Linked DNA regions of Sus scrofa: region 1 is linked to region 2. The links are chromatin contacts, called in public HiChIP or PLAC-seq maps. All regions are on one chromosome and are shown on one strand. Each heading gives the region's core, a stretch centred on a gene start, on an enhancer-like site or on the middle of the called end of the contact. The rest is flanking DNA. Distances are from core to core; before and after follow the strand shown. Region 1 overlaps LOC100516718 (Purkinje cell protein 4-like protein 1). Region 2 has its middle 6.7 kb from the start of SNX30.

Region 1 (6,972 bases), core at 763-3,262, 160 kb before region 2:
TACTTTGCTGAATTTGTTGATCAGATTAAGTAGTGTTTGTGTGGATTCCTTGGGTTTTCTCTATATAGTATCATGTCATCTGCATAGAGTGTCAATTTTACCTCTTCTCTTCCAAGTTGAATACCTTCTATTTCTTTTGTTTGTCTGATTACTGTGGCTAGGACTTCCTATGCTATGTTGAATAAAAATGGTGAGAGTAGGCATCATTGTCTTTGTTCCATTTTAGCGGGAAAGCTTTTAGCTTCTCGTCGAGTATTATAGTGGCTGTGGGTTTGTCATAAACAGCTTTTATGAGGTTAAGATATATTCCCTCTATACCCATTTGGGTAAGAGTTTTTATTTAATGGATACTAAATTTTGTCAAATCCTTTTTTGCATCTATTGAGATGATCATGTGGTTTTGACTTTTCATTTGTTAATGTGGTATATGACATTGATTTACATATGTTGAACCATCCTTGTGAACTTGGGATGAATCCCGCGTGGTCATGGTTATGATCTTTTTTATATGTTGCTGGACTTGGCTTGCTAAAATTTTGTTGAGAATTTTTGCGTCTATATTCATCAATCTTTTGGTAGTATCTTTGGTTTTGGTATTAGGGTGACAGTGGCTTCATAGAATGTCTTTGGGAATGTTCCTCCTTCAATCTTTTGGAAGAGTTTGAGAAGGATCTGTATAAGTTCTTGGTATGTTTGATAGAATTTGCCTGTGAAACCATCTGGTCCTGGACTTTTTGTTGGTATATTGAATATGTATATTCAATTTTATTTCTAGTAATCAGTCTGTTAAAATGATATATTTCCTTTTGATTCAGTTTTGGTGGACCCTGTTTCCAAAAAGTTGTCCTTTTTTGGAGTTGCTATTGTGGCTCAGCAGTAACAAGCACGACTAGTATCCATAAGGATGTGGGTTTGATCCTCTGGCCTTGCTCAGTGGGTTAAGGATCTGGCAGTGCTGTGAGCTGTGGTGTAGGTCACAGACACAGCTCAGATCCCAAGTTGCTGTGGTTGTGATGTAAGCCAGCAGCTGCAGCTCCGATTCGACCCCTAGCCTGAGAACTTGCATATGCCACAGGTATGACCCTAAAAAGACCAAAAAAAGTCCATTTCTTCTAGGTTGTAATATCTTTTTTATACAAGAGCTTTGACATGTCAAAATATTCTGTGACTTTTATCTCAAGATGGTAGGTGGACATATGTATTACCTCTTCTTCTCAAAATATTATTGAATGTAGAGGGAATATAAATAACTCCATTGAGTCAAAAGCAAACAGATGCCAGAGGTGAACCAGAGTGGTTAAGGAACATTTGGAAAATGCTGGGCAGATGGTCAGATTGAAGGTGAAATCCGTGAACAGAGAAGTCCCAAAATACAAGCTGGTTGCAAGAGGTGATAGCACTATTCCCCTCCCTCATTAAAGGAGGTGATGTGGAAGATGGATTTTTGATGGGTAGACAGATGATTAGTCAATAGACAAGTAGGTTAGATAGGTAGTAGATCTGAAAGTCTGAAAGAAGGGAAGAGGGAGGGGGAAGCGGGGAGAGAGAACAAAGGGAATTCGGAATGGCACAGCAGATCAGAAATGCGCTACAACTCAGTATCTAATTGAACAAAGAAGAGAATGAAAGTGAACATGGAAAAATTCATAATGTAAAAAGTGAATGTCGAGCAAATACCAAAAAAGGAAGTGATATGGAATAAACTCGAACCCCGATCTATGATGACTAAATCTAGGTCTTCAAAACATGTACTTGCTTTCTGGACAGGGAAGCAGATATATTTATTTTCTCCTTGGCCCTACTGTGATTCTACAAGTTTGGCAATATCTACATGTCGGAAATTCCCTCCACTGTTTCTTTCCTTTCTCTGGACTAGTTTCCTTGACAGCATTTGTGTTTGACACTTTCACTCTCTGAAATCAGAAAATACCCTGTCCTGAGTTAACTCGGTACAGAGGTATTTCCAGGCCTACGCCATCCATGTCTCTCCAAGCCCTACTTGTTCTGTTTCACAAAGAAAAAAATTGACTGATACATGATGGTGCAGACCAGCAAAGAGTGAGTCAGGGTGACTCACATACACATCAGTTTTAAAATAGGAATGGTGGTTTGTTTTTTTTTTTTCCTTGCCTCCTCTTCTTCCTAAATTGCAGAGTGGTTTTTGAGATAAAGCTTCCTTAAGTACGTGGGAATATAAAACTTTATTTTGATTTGTTTTTTGGTAATACTGGAGTTTTTTTTTTTTTCCACTTTGAGGTGGCTTAGCATGTGTTGGGTAAACAGTGTGGCTTAGAGCCCCACTCCCTCAATTATGGAACTTCAAGTCTCTGTCAGCTCCTCTGTTTCCCCCTAGAGATTCCCTATGGTGAAACACCTGAGGGGGAAGGAATGGTGGTGTTAGCTTTTGACTGAGACAGTGTGTGTGTGTGTGTGTGTGTGTGTGTGTGTGTGTGTGTACTTGCTAGATCCTGACCAAGGAGAACCAACAAAGGCAGGTGAGCTGAGATTAATGTGATTCCCAAAGGATCCTTTGCCAAAAAGTTTTCTTGGTATATTAGGAGCTGCCAGAAGGTGATGAGACTATGAGCTGTAGCTCTTGGCTCTATATCCAGCACCACTGACCACAAAGCTTTTAGTAAATCAGGGCTTGTAGGACTAGCAGGATTCCGAATTCACCTTTGTAGATCTTATTTAGTGGTGACCGTCTGTCCAAGGTATAGTGCTGATGAGGCTAAGCATCTCCCCACAAAGGTACCAGTAAGTTAAACCTAGCCCCAAAATCACATGCTACTCTGCTACAAATATGTGCTAAGATGTTAGAGGGTTTGGCTTACTGGAACCCAGCACCACTGCTGAATGGGAGGAAGACTGATGCAGTGGAAGGTTTGAGTCACAGAATTAGAAGACTGGTACTTACTGACTGACTGTGGATTTGGGGGGCCTCAGGGTCTTTATAAGGCTAGTTTAACTAATGACTAATATTCAACGTTTCTGTCTCTAAAAGCCTAAACCCATGGTACATTACAATGGGAATGTAGTCTTTACTTAATAAAATTTCGATCGCATGCCTTCTACATGCCAGACAATGTGTTAGGCTCTGGGGCTTCAGCAGAGAAAATACGGTCCCAGCCCTCATTGATACCAGAAGACATGAATCATGTTTATCACCCAACTAAATGTGAAAATTGCAACTGTGACAGGAAGAGGAGTTGCATGGTGCTGAGGGACCCTACAATGGGCATGGGGTAGAATAACAGCCAGAAAGTCAGCGAATGCTTTCCTGAGGAAATGGCATTTGAGCAGAGACCCAAAGGATAAGGAGCTACTACTCAGGCAAAAACAGGACTTGAGCAGGTTCCAGATAGAAGGAATCACATGTGCCAAAAGGTCTCTGCAAGGAGAAGTGCAAAAAAAAATTTAACAGAAAGCCAACATGACTTGGAGTAGAGACAACAAGAAGGAGCACAGTAGAAGATGGAGGTAGAAGGGAGGTAACGACCAGACCATGTCAGGCTGGTGGACCATGGTAAGAGGATTTGGCTTTAGAATAAGAGTATCTAAAGCCTTGAAGAGAGAATCTTCAAGATTCTCTTGTGTATCTTTTTAAAAAATTACTCAATGAATTTTATTACATTTATAGTTGTACAATGATCATCACAACCCAATTTTATAGCATGTCCAACCCAAACCCCCAGCACATGCTCTCACCCCTCAACCTGTCTCATTTGGAAACCATAAGTTTTTCAAGTCTGTGAGTCAGTATCTGTTCCGCAAAGAAGTTCATGTCCATTTTTTAGATTCCACACGTAAGTGATAGCATATGATGTTGGTGTCTCGCCATCTGGCTAACTTCACTTAGCATGATAATTTTTAAGTCCATCCATGTTGCTGCAAATGCCATTATTTCTTTCCTTTTAATGGCTTAGTAGTATTCCATTGTGTATATGTACCACATCTTCTTGATCCACTCCTCTGTCAATGGGCATTTAGGTTGTTTCCATGGCCTGGATGTTGTATATAGTGCTGCAATGAACACTCTCTTGTGTATCTTGAAATGAGAAATTCTTGGAGAAGAAGGAAAACAGGTAAACCAATTTGTATCTTATTGTGTGAGTCAAGAAAGAGATACTGATACTTTGAACTATGGTGCTGATATGATACTTTGAACTATGGTGCTGATATGATACTTTGAACTATGGTGCTGATAAGAAAATGGAAAGAACGAGATAGATTCTGGAGATATTTAAGAGAGTAAAGATAATTTGGTAAAGAAATGTATAAATAAGCAGGAGAAAAAGTTATCAAGGATAACTTCCTAGCTTATACATCTAGATGGATGGATGATAATGTTGTTCACAATGACAGGGAGTTGTTGGGGCTATAATGGGGGTGGGGAAAGGAGACTATGAGTTTGGTCTTAATACCCATTGGAAAGATATCCAGCAGGTAGTCAATGTGTGGGTCTGGAGCTCAGAAGGGTCTGAATTGGAGATATAACAATGAGTCATCTATATTTAAATGGTAGTTAAAGCTATATGTGTAGGTGACATTGTTTAGAGAAGGGACTGAGAAGAAAGCCTATGACTGGCCCATAAGGAATTTGAATTTTAAATTCCTGGTTAGAGTTTGAGTCTCCAAATGGTCAGAGAGAAATGAGATAAACCAGAAAGGTGTGATGTTACCAAAGCAAGAGAATAAACTCTCAAAAGTTTAGGAAAGAGTCCAAAATTTTCAAAATTTGCTCAGAGTTAATTAGAATCACAATAAAAAAATGTCCATTAGGAGTTCCCGCTGTTGTGCAGTGGGTTAAGAACCTGAATGCAGCAGCTTGGGTCACCACAGAGACCCAAATTCGATACCTAGCCCAGTTTAGTGGGTTGAGGATCTGGTGTTGCCACAGCTGAGCTGCAGCTTGGAGTCAATTCCTAGCCTGAGAGCATCCATATGCTGTGATACAGCCATTAAAAAAAAAAAAAAAAAAAAAAAAAGTCCATTAGATTTAACAGCATGGAATTGCTGACCTCAGAAAATTCATTTTAGTGACACAACAGAGCTGGACATAAAATAGAAAACAGTAGAAGAGTTTGAACATTTGAAGGGAATGGTGAAATTCTGAACCTGTAATTTTGGAGAATGAAAGACTGAGAGCTGGCTAGAGAAACAGCGTAGGATCACTGGGTAGTCTGAGTGCTCATTTGAGATTGCAGTTGGTAAATTTAAAACTTGGCCCATTGTGAAACTTCCCCTAACAATCCCAAGCCACTTCAATGCCAGCAGATAACCTGGTTCATCCAAGGTTGACATGGATCCGTGGATCAAAAAGAGAGACGAACCAGAATTTGATCTATTGAAAAGGGAGTTGTTGAAATGATGTACACCATGAACTCTAAGTTAGATGGTAGAGGTAAGAGAAGAAAGGAAAAAGCTACTGGCTTGGAGAGTCATACATTCGTATAGGGTACATGGGTCCTGATATAAGATCAAAGAATCATTGATGTGGAAGTGGTTGAACAAGCAACATAGGGGCGGAGGCTGAAGTCAGAGTGAGGTATTTGATTCAATGACTATGGAGGTGGCACAGCTACCCAGGACCCAAGGGAATTTGTGGCTGAAGAAGGGCAGGGGTCACTAGAGCGAGGCCTTGGTTTGATTCCATCACATCTTTCATTTGTGATAGATGGAAAACCCAAATCAAACTGGGATTGAGAAAGGGGAATGTAGAGCTTTTGTTATTAAAGGCTGAAGGGATCCTTTAGCTTCAGGTATAGCTCTCCTGACCTCATCAGGATCTGACTCTCCATCTTTCAGCTCTGCTGCCCTCTATGCGGGCTCCATTCTCAGACAAGCTCGTCTCTGGTGGGAGCAAAATGGCAGCCGGCCACTCTCACCAGGCTTTCATCCTCACCAGTCTAAGATGAGTAGAAAAGAACAAGTGTCTCTTTCCTAACCATTTAAGCCAGAGTCCTGGACCTTGTTCTTATTAGTCCAAATTTGGCTTACATTTCCATCTTTGAACCAATCATTGTGACCGGCCAGACCTGAGTCTCATCTCCACTTGGAAGACGGTTCATCAGAGGAAAAATGGGCAGTTGTTACCTGAAGAGTCAATGCGGGCTGGCCAGTAAAAACAGATGTCTGTCGTCGTCTTTTTTTTTTTTTAATTTATTTTTTATTGCTATTTCCCCCAACATACTTTTTTCCCCCACTGTACAGCATGGGGACCCAGTGTCGTCTTCTACCGTGCTGAACAGGTTGTTTGTGAGGCCATTCAGGTTGGTGGCAGAGTCTGGGCTGGCGAGGAATCCTGTTAAGCCAGAATCTTTGAAAGAGGAGGCATGACCTGGCATCAGTGACTTCATGTGTGAAACAGGATTTGAAGTGTTTGTAGAGTGCCTTTGGCTAGCCCTTCAGACTGAAAGATCCTTGAGGGCAAAGGATTTTGCATCTCTGGTAGCAAGTAGTGGGCCTGACACTTCAGAGAACTTGTAAATGATGGATGTGTGGATGGAAGGTGGAAGGATGATTGAGCAAAGAAATAAAACAACTGGGTTTGAAAATATCTTAGATAGGAATAGGCTCGGGGTATTTGATGGAAAATATTCAACCAATGCCTTTTAAAATATCTCTTCAGAGTTCCTGCTATGGCTCAATGGGATCAGCGGTGTCTTGGGAGTGCTGGGTCGCAGGTTCAATCCCTGGCCAGGCACAGTGAGTTAAAGATCCCCAGTCAGTGTTGCCCCAGATGCAGCTTAGGTTGTGACTGTGGCTTGGATCTGATCCCTGGCCTGGGAATTCCATATAGCATGAGGCAGCCAAAGATGAAAAAAAAAAAAAAAAGTATCTCTTACAATTATATCAGAAATGGAGCATCGTGGGAGTTCCTGTTGTGGCTTAGCGGTTAACAAACCTGACTAATATCCATAAGGGCATGGGTTCTATTCCTGGCCTCGCTCAGAGGGTTAAGGATCTAGT
Region 2 (7,102 bases), core at 3,439-5,938:
AGCTTGGGGCCTTCCCCCCACCTCCCAACCCCCTCCACCCCTGTCCATAGGGCATCTTAGGTACTTAGGCGGGAACCTTTCAGAAGTCAGGGCCTTGGGCCCCAGAATTCAGTTGATGCGCCAAGCCAGCATCCTGAAACCTCATAGCAAGTCTATCAGGGCTTGACATGAGCACCCAGACCTCAGAAACAAAGCGGAGTCACAACGAAGCATTCTCTCTCTCCCTCCCCTGGTACAGCATGTGCTCAGGCCTTATTCATTTTTGTGTTCGCTGCTTATCCTCTTCTGGTTTTTAATACAATCCTAGCATTATTTTATACGGCATCCCAAGCCCTGCCTCAAAATAACACCACACTTCTGAAGTGGACGGCTAATGAGGACAGAGGAGGTTTTCAAAGAGCATTCAGAGTGACATGTAGAAAGTCACAGAGGGCTGACTCAAACAAGCAGGGCAGCTGAGAAGGCACTGTTGCCAACAGAGGCACAACTGTGTGCACGGTTTAATTCAGCCGATGATGTCCCACGAAAAAGCAAAAGCCAGCAGGTCCGCTTGAGGCCAGGATCTGAAGAGTTTCGCAAACAAGAAATTAGAACTTGCCCCAGAACCAGCAAAGAGGCTTGGGGGTAAATGATTGGGTCATTTTATCTTTCCATCACAAGCTCCTGGCCCAAAAGCAGGAGGGGAATGCAACACAAATCCTGAAGTTGGTCCCAAAGAACCACCTGTGAGTTGGCTAAAATGCAAATTTCTAGGCCCACCGAAGAGGCGGAGATGCAGGTGTGGGGCCTGGGATCTGCATTTTAAAGAACAACCACCTAGCTGACACTCGGGCTGATTCTGATCTACAGACTATGCTTTAACACTGTTCTCAAAGCTCTGCCCATTTCTCCAAATCACAAATCATTTCTCCTTTTGTAAATAGCATGTTGAAATTCTTACTTTAGAAAAATCTCCTGGAGTTCCCGTCGTGGCACAGTGGTTAACAACTAGGAACCATGAGGTTGCGGGTTCAATCCCTGGCCTCGCTCAGTGGGTTAAGGATCCGGCATTGCCGTGAGCTGTGGTGTAGGTTGCAGACACGGCTAGGATCCCGAGTTGTTGTGGCTCTGGTGTAGGCCGGCGGCTACAGCTCTGATTAGACTCCTAGCCTGGGGATCTCCATATGCTGCGGGAGCAGCCCTAGAAAAGGCAAAAAGACAAAAAAATCCTGGTTGCTGGAAAGTTACTTACTGGCGTGGCTCAGAGGTAACAAACCTGACTAGTATCCATGGGGACACGGGTTTAATCCCTGGCCTCATTCAGTGGGTTAAGGATCCAGCATTGCCATGAGCTGTGGTGTAGGCCAGCAGCTGCAGCTCCAATTTGACCCCTGGCCTGAGAGCTTCCATATGCTGCAGGTGTGGCCCTAAAAAGGCAAAAAAGAAAAAAAAAGGCAAATTTCCCTTGCAAAATTCTATTACGGGGTCCTTTTGCCCTAAACTTTTACAGTTATTTTTTTATTGAGCATTTACCAGGTGCTTAACATTTGGAAGAAGAGCTCCGATGAACTAAACCAGCCGCTGACAGATTCATTTCATAGCTCTGGCTGTAAAGTGTCTCCCAGTGGAGTGGATGTTTTCCACAGCCCCCCACACTTCTTTGGCTGGCCCTGCAGCCTCCTACAAAGGGTCGTTCACTGCCAGCACAGAGGACTACAAGCCAGCTCTGGAGTGTGTGGGTGTGTGTATACTCCTTTGTAATGGCTATAACCATTAAAGAGGTCAGACTGGAGAAGACAGTGAACTGACAGGTACTAGAAGCTTTGGCATTGAGTCTTATTAGTAAATCTTTGGATAGGATGGGAAAACTATTTATTGGCAGTGTGACCCCTGATAGTGTTTGGTTCCATCACTACGAGTGATCTTTCAAAGGCAGCGAGAAGATGAGTGTTCAGATGTCATATGACCCAGCAGTTCTGCAACACAACAGAAGTGCATACATATACTCCTCAATAGATGGACCCAGGAAACTCCACAGTAGGAGTTCCCGTTGTGGAGCAGCAGGTTAAGAACCCAACTAGTGTCCAGGAAGATGCAGGTTTGATCCTTCACCTTGCTCAGTGGGCTAAGGATCTGGCATTGGCACAAGCTGCAGTGTAGATCACAGATGTGGCTCGGACCTGGCGTTGCTGTGGCTGTGGTGTAGGCTGGCGGCTGCAGCTCCGATTTGACCCTTAGCCAGGGAACTTCCATATGCCATGGGTGCGGCCCTACAAAGGAAAAAAAAAAAAAAAAAAAAGAATCTCCACAGCAGCAGAGATTTGTAATAACCAAACCTAGAAAAAACTCACATGACTATCAACAGCAATATAGTCACATGCTGGAATGTTACACAGCACGGGGAATGAAGCAGCAACACAGTGAATGGATTTCACAAACATCGCACTGGGCGAAAGAAGCTGTACACAAAAGAATGTCTCCCACTGATTCCATTTGTATAAAGTTCAAACAGGCACAACGAATGTAGAGAGCTAAAAGTCAGAATAGTGTGGCCTTTGTGGGGTTTCCTGGGTGCTGATGATATTCTGTTTCTTAATCTGAGGGCTGGTTCTTTGTTAAAATTCATCAAGCAGTATGTTTCTGATTTGTGAGCCTTTATGTGATACTTCAATTAAAAGTTTACGTAAAAAAAGGCATCTACTTTGTTGTATACCTGAAACGAATGCAACTTTGTAAGTCAACTATACTCCAGAAAATTTTTTTAAAAATTTAAAAAGGCATCCAGTCTAAAGAAGATGTGGTACATTATACAATGGAATATTACTCAGGCATAAAAAATAATGAAATAATGCCATTTGCAAGAACATGGCTGGACCTAGAGATTGTCATACCAAATGAAGTAAATCAAATATATGATATTTATAAGCAGAATCTAATGAAAAATGATACAAATGAACTTATTTATAACACAGAAACAGATTTCAAAAACAAACTTATGGCCCGCAGCTGCAGCTCCAATTCGACCCCTAGTCTGGGGACTTCCATATGCTGTGGTTTCGGCCATGAAACAAAAAAAAAAAAAAAAACTTCAGATATTCTGAGCTCTTATCCAAGAATTAATCTTACCTCCTATTTGTGGTAGATTTGTAATTCGCAAAGCATTTTCATTTCTCTTACTTTAGTTGAGTCCCACAGAATCCCAAGAGGTTTCTATTTTGCTGATGAAGAAACTAAGGCTCAGAGAGACTGAGGACTCTAAGTCCACACAGTGGCAATTCTGAGGCTCAACCTGAAGACTTTGTATTTCAGGTTCAATGTATCAAAGAGGCACTATCAGGAATCTTGGACACTCTCCTATGAGCAGCTATATATGTTTTTTCACTTTTCCCTGATATTTGACATTGAATTTGCATCACTGAGGCAAAAAAGAATGGGGAAATAAATGAATTCTAATAAAAAAGAAAACAAAACAAACTTAGGGTTACCAAAGGGGAAAGGTGAGTGAGATGGGGGAATAAATTAGGAGTTTGGGATTAACATATATACACTGCTGCATATAAATTAGATAACCAGGAATTCCCATCGTGGCACAGTGGAAACAAATCTGACTGGGAACCATGAGGTTGCAGATTCCATCCCTGGCCTTGCTCAGCAGGTTAAGGATCTGGCATTGCCGTGACCTGTGGTGTAGGTCACAGATGGAGCTTGGACCCCACGTTGCAGTGGCTGTGGCTGTAGCTCTGATTGGACCTCTAGCCTGGGAACCTGCATATGCCAAGGGTTTGGCCCTAAAATGCAAATAAATAAATTAGCTATCCAACAAGGACCTACGGTATAGCACAGAGAAATCTACTCAATATTCTGTGATAACCTATATGGGAAAATAATCTGAAAAAGAATGAATATATGCATATGTATAACTGAATCATTTTGCTGAACTCCTGAAACTAACGCAAGATTGTAAAGCAACGATACTTGAATTAAAACAAAACAAAACACAAGGAATTCCCGTTGTGGGTCAGCGAGTTACAAACTGGACATAGTGTCTATGAGAATGCAGGTTCAATCCCTGGCCTTGCTAAGTGGATTAAGGATCTAGCATTGTGGCTGTGGTGCAGGCTGGCAGCTGCAGCTCCAATTTGGCCCCTAGCCTGGAACTTCCAGATACTGCAGGTGCAGCTATAAAAAGAAAAAAAAAAAAAAAAAAAAAAAAAAGGCATCTCATCTACGACCCTCACTTCATAAATGAGGAAGCTGAGGCCCAGGAGTGTTAAGTAACTTGCTCCAGTTCAACCAGTTCTACTGCTCATGTTCCCTCCCACTCGGACGCCTACCGAGGCAATGTGGGTTTGGGGGATGCTAGCTCAGGCAGAGCCAAAAAGTAAAGCAATGAGGAAATTAGCCAGAGAGAGAAAGAGGTGTGAGCAACTATTTGCCTGCGAGGCCCTGTTGCCTGGAGCTTCTACAGCCACCTGGTGGCCAAGGGCGAGACATGTCCCCGAGGACAGCTGAGCGCATAAACCAAAAGCCCACCCAGGTCTTCAATGGCATCCCTGAGCCATTGCACCTGACTCCAGACTTCTTAACTTAAAAACACACATCCCTATGGTCTCAGGCAGTTTAACTGGGGTCCCTGTGCTGTGCCACTGAACTCCTCCTTAGGCTTCAGAAGACGGAGGAATGCAAGCAGGCAGTAGAAAATCTGCGAAGAGAGTGCCCCTTTGTGGGAAGCAGGGTTCACAGCAGCAGGACCATCTCACATTAACATGCCTTCTCTAAAGGGGCAGGGGGCAAACTGGTCCTTGGGGGTGGGGACGAGGGGAGCCAGCAGGTCTTAGGTGTTACAACGGCTGTGGCCCTGCAAAGCTCAGCGATACCCCACACAATTTCATTCCTTAGTATTTTTTTTGTTTGGGAAAATGTAAACCTAATTCACCGTTCCCTCTTAGGGGCAGTGATAACGGGGAAAAAAGATGGAAAAATGGTTCTCTCTCTCTCTTTGCAAAACCTACTCTTTTTTTTTTTTTTTTTTTTTTTTTTTTTTTGTCTTTTTGCTATTTCTTGGGCCGCTCCCGTGGCATATGGAGATTCCCAGGCTAGGGGTCCAATCGGAGCTGTAGCCACCGGCCTACACCAGAGCCACAGCAACGTGGGATCCAAGCCGCGTCTGCAACCTGCACCACTGTTCACGGCAACGCCAGATCGTCAACCCACTGAGCAAGGGCAGGGACCGAACCCTCGACCTCATGGTTCCTAGTCGGATTCGTTAACCACTGCGCCACGACGGGAGCAATACCTACTCTTTTAAAGATGCAGAAAAAGCTCTAAAACAAAAGAGGAAGGGAGTTCCTGCTTTCCTAAGGCAGAGCTCCTGGCCTTGCCAAAGCCTCTGAATTCCACCGGCTCTTTCCAGATCCTTGCCACTGCGGTAGCTCCAGCCAGGCCTGCTCTGCCCAGCCCCTCCCCTGCTTCAATAAACGATCACAGGCCCGAAGACTCGTCCTCACTGTACAGAGGTAGTGAGACTGTGAGGGCAGGTGCACACGGTCTTTCCATGTAACAGTGTAGCAAGATGGTGTTGAGGACACAGTAGGAAAGTTATCCTTGGTACCCAGATTTTATATCCAGGTGAGATGACTTGCTAAAGACAGGGCTTCCTCCCGCCCCAGCTATGCATGGTAGTTCATTATGAGGGCACTTCAGGATTTGCAGGGCAGGAGCCTTGGTTTTCCTGGTGCCCCACTTGGGCCTTCCTGCCATGCGGCTGGCAGAACCATCCCCCTCTCATGAAGAAAATGGGAGATTCAAGAAGCTGCCCGCACCACACAGTCATACGTCTGATTCTCTCTGCTGGCTGGAATAGCAGCCTTTAAGGAGCTGGGGCCCATAGACAGACACTTCTAGAAGTTTTATCTGTAGGAATGCCTTTTTCTCCAAAAATCAAACCCCAAAGCAAAAATCAAGTGTTTGTGAGACTTCTTAAACCACCCTGTCCTATACTAGAGTGCTATTTAGTCATCTCCCAGTTGCTAGTGCTGGTGGTGTATCTTGGCTCCTCCAAGTTCCCAACCTTGCCAAGTCTTCCAAATTCACTCATTCAACAGCTTCTTAACATTAAGGCGGAACTACGATCCTTCTAGGAAAAGCCACATCCAGCCACTCAGGAGGGGATCTTCAGAGGTTATTGATGATACAAGTAATTTAACACCTAAATGAGAGTAGCGTTCTAGCCTTATCTCAACCGCTGGATTTCAGTACAGCCTCAGAATGAAGGTCTGCTTTGCTGACTTCTCTCCATCCATCAGCACCAGCACAGCCCAGAACCCCCTGGAGTGTTGATACTTGGGTACATGGCCAGTACAGTCTGGGGATCAGAAAACTGAAGGGGACATAAAGAACTAAATCATGTCATTATTCCCTTAAAAAGGGAACATCTGCTAGAAAATAATAACTTGGTAGTAATAACATTAGTGTTATTACTAATGGAATAGTATTTTTTTTTTTGGTCTTTTTGCCATTTCTTGGGCCACTCCCGCGGCACATGGAGGTTCCCAGGCTAGGGGTCGAATCGGAGCTGCAGCCACCGGCCTATGCCAGAGCCACAACAACATGGGATCCGAGCTGCATCTGCGACCAACACCACAGCTCACAGCAACGCCGGATCCTTAACCCACTGAGCAAGGGCAGGGATCGAACCTGCAACCTCATGGTTCCTAGTCGGATTCGTTAACCACTGCGCCACGACGGGAACTCCAGGATGATGTACTTTCTATTGGATGATATTGCTGCTGATGGTAACCCATCACATGGATAAGGGAAGCTACAGAGGGTCCACTCCTTCCAGCTGAGACCAGGGGCCTTGGGCTATTGGGCAGTGAAAGATGGAGGGAATAACTCCCACCTGCAGCCTCAGGTAGTACAGAAATCAAGAGATTGTGCAGAACTGAGTAAGGTGAGGAGCCAAGATCAGAAAACCAGGGTAAGGGGTCAGAATAGGTCACTAGTGCAAGGAGGGGGATGTGGTAAAAGCAAGTCTCAAGAAAAGAGCTGGGGGAGTTCCCATCACAGCTCAGCAGTAGCAAACCCGACCAGTATCCATGAGGATGCGGGTTCAATCCCTGGC

Evidence for each region. HiChIP or PLAC-seq counts read pairs in DNA pulled down with a chosen protein or histone mark.
Region 1: an H3K27ac HiChIP or PLAC-seq map of alveolar macrophages shows a contact between it and region 2. The contact joins two enhancer-like sites. A contact is called at or near these places in 13 of 47 Hi-C or Micro-C datasets (alveolar macrophages, embryonic fibroblasts, fetal skeletal muscle and 7 more) and 1 of 2 datasets of contacts at active chromatin or transcription factors (alveolar macrophages).

What each region holds. Positions count from the first base shown.
Region 1 is chr1:253,576,056-253,583,027 of Sscrofa11.1, reverse strand. LOC100516718 (Purkinje cell protein 4-like protein 1) reads right to left here. Exons shown (of 4, transcript XM_013993755.2): 2 at 6,240-6,304. Among named protein-coding and RNA genes, the nearest start is that of SLC46A2, 8.5 kb to the right of the region's middle. Within about 2 kb of position 2,012, at least 8 of the 83 cell types and tissues checked have an H3K27ac peak or open chromatin away from gene starts, as enhancers often do. A contact at or near this core is called in alveolar macrophages and embryonic fibroblasts, where this site is marked.
Region 2 is chr1:253,418,252-253,425,353 of Sscrofa11.1, reverse strand. No RefSeq gene overlaps it. Among named protein-coding and RNA genes, the nearest start is that of SNX30, 6.7 kb to the left of the region's middle. Within about 2 kb of position 4,688, at least 15 of the 83 cell types and tissues checked have an H3K27ac peak or open chromatin away from gene starts, as enhancers often do. A contact at or near this core is called in alveolar macrophages and embryonic fibroblasts, where this site is marked.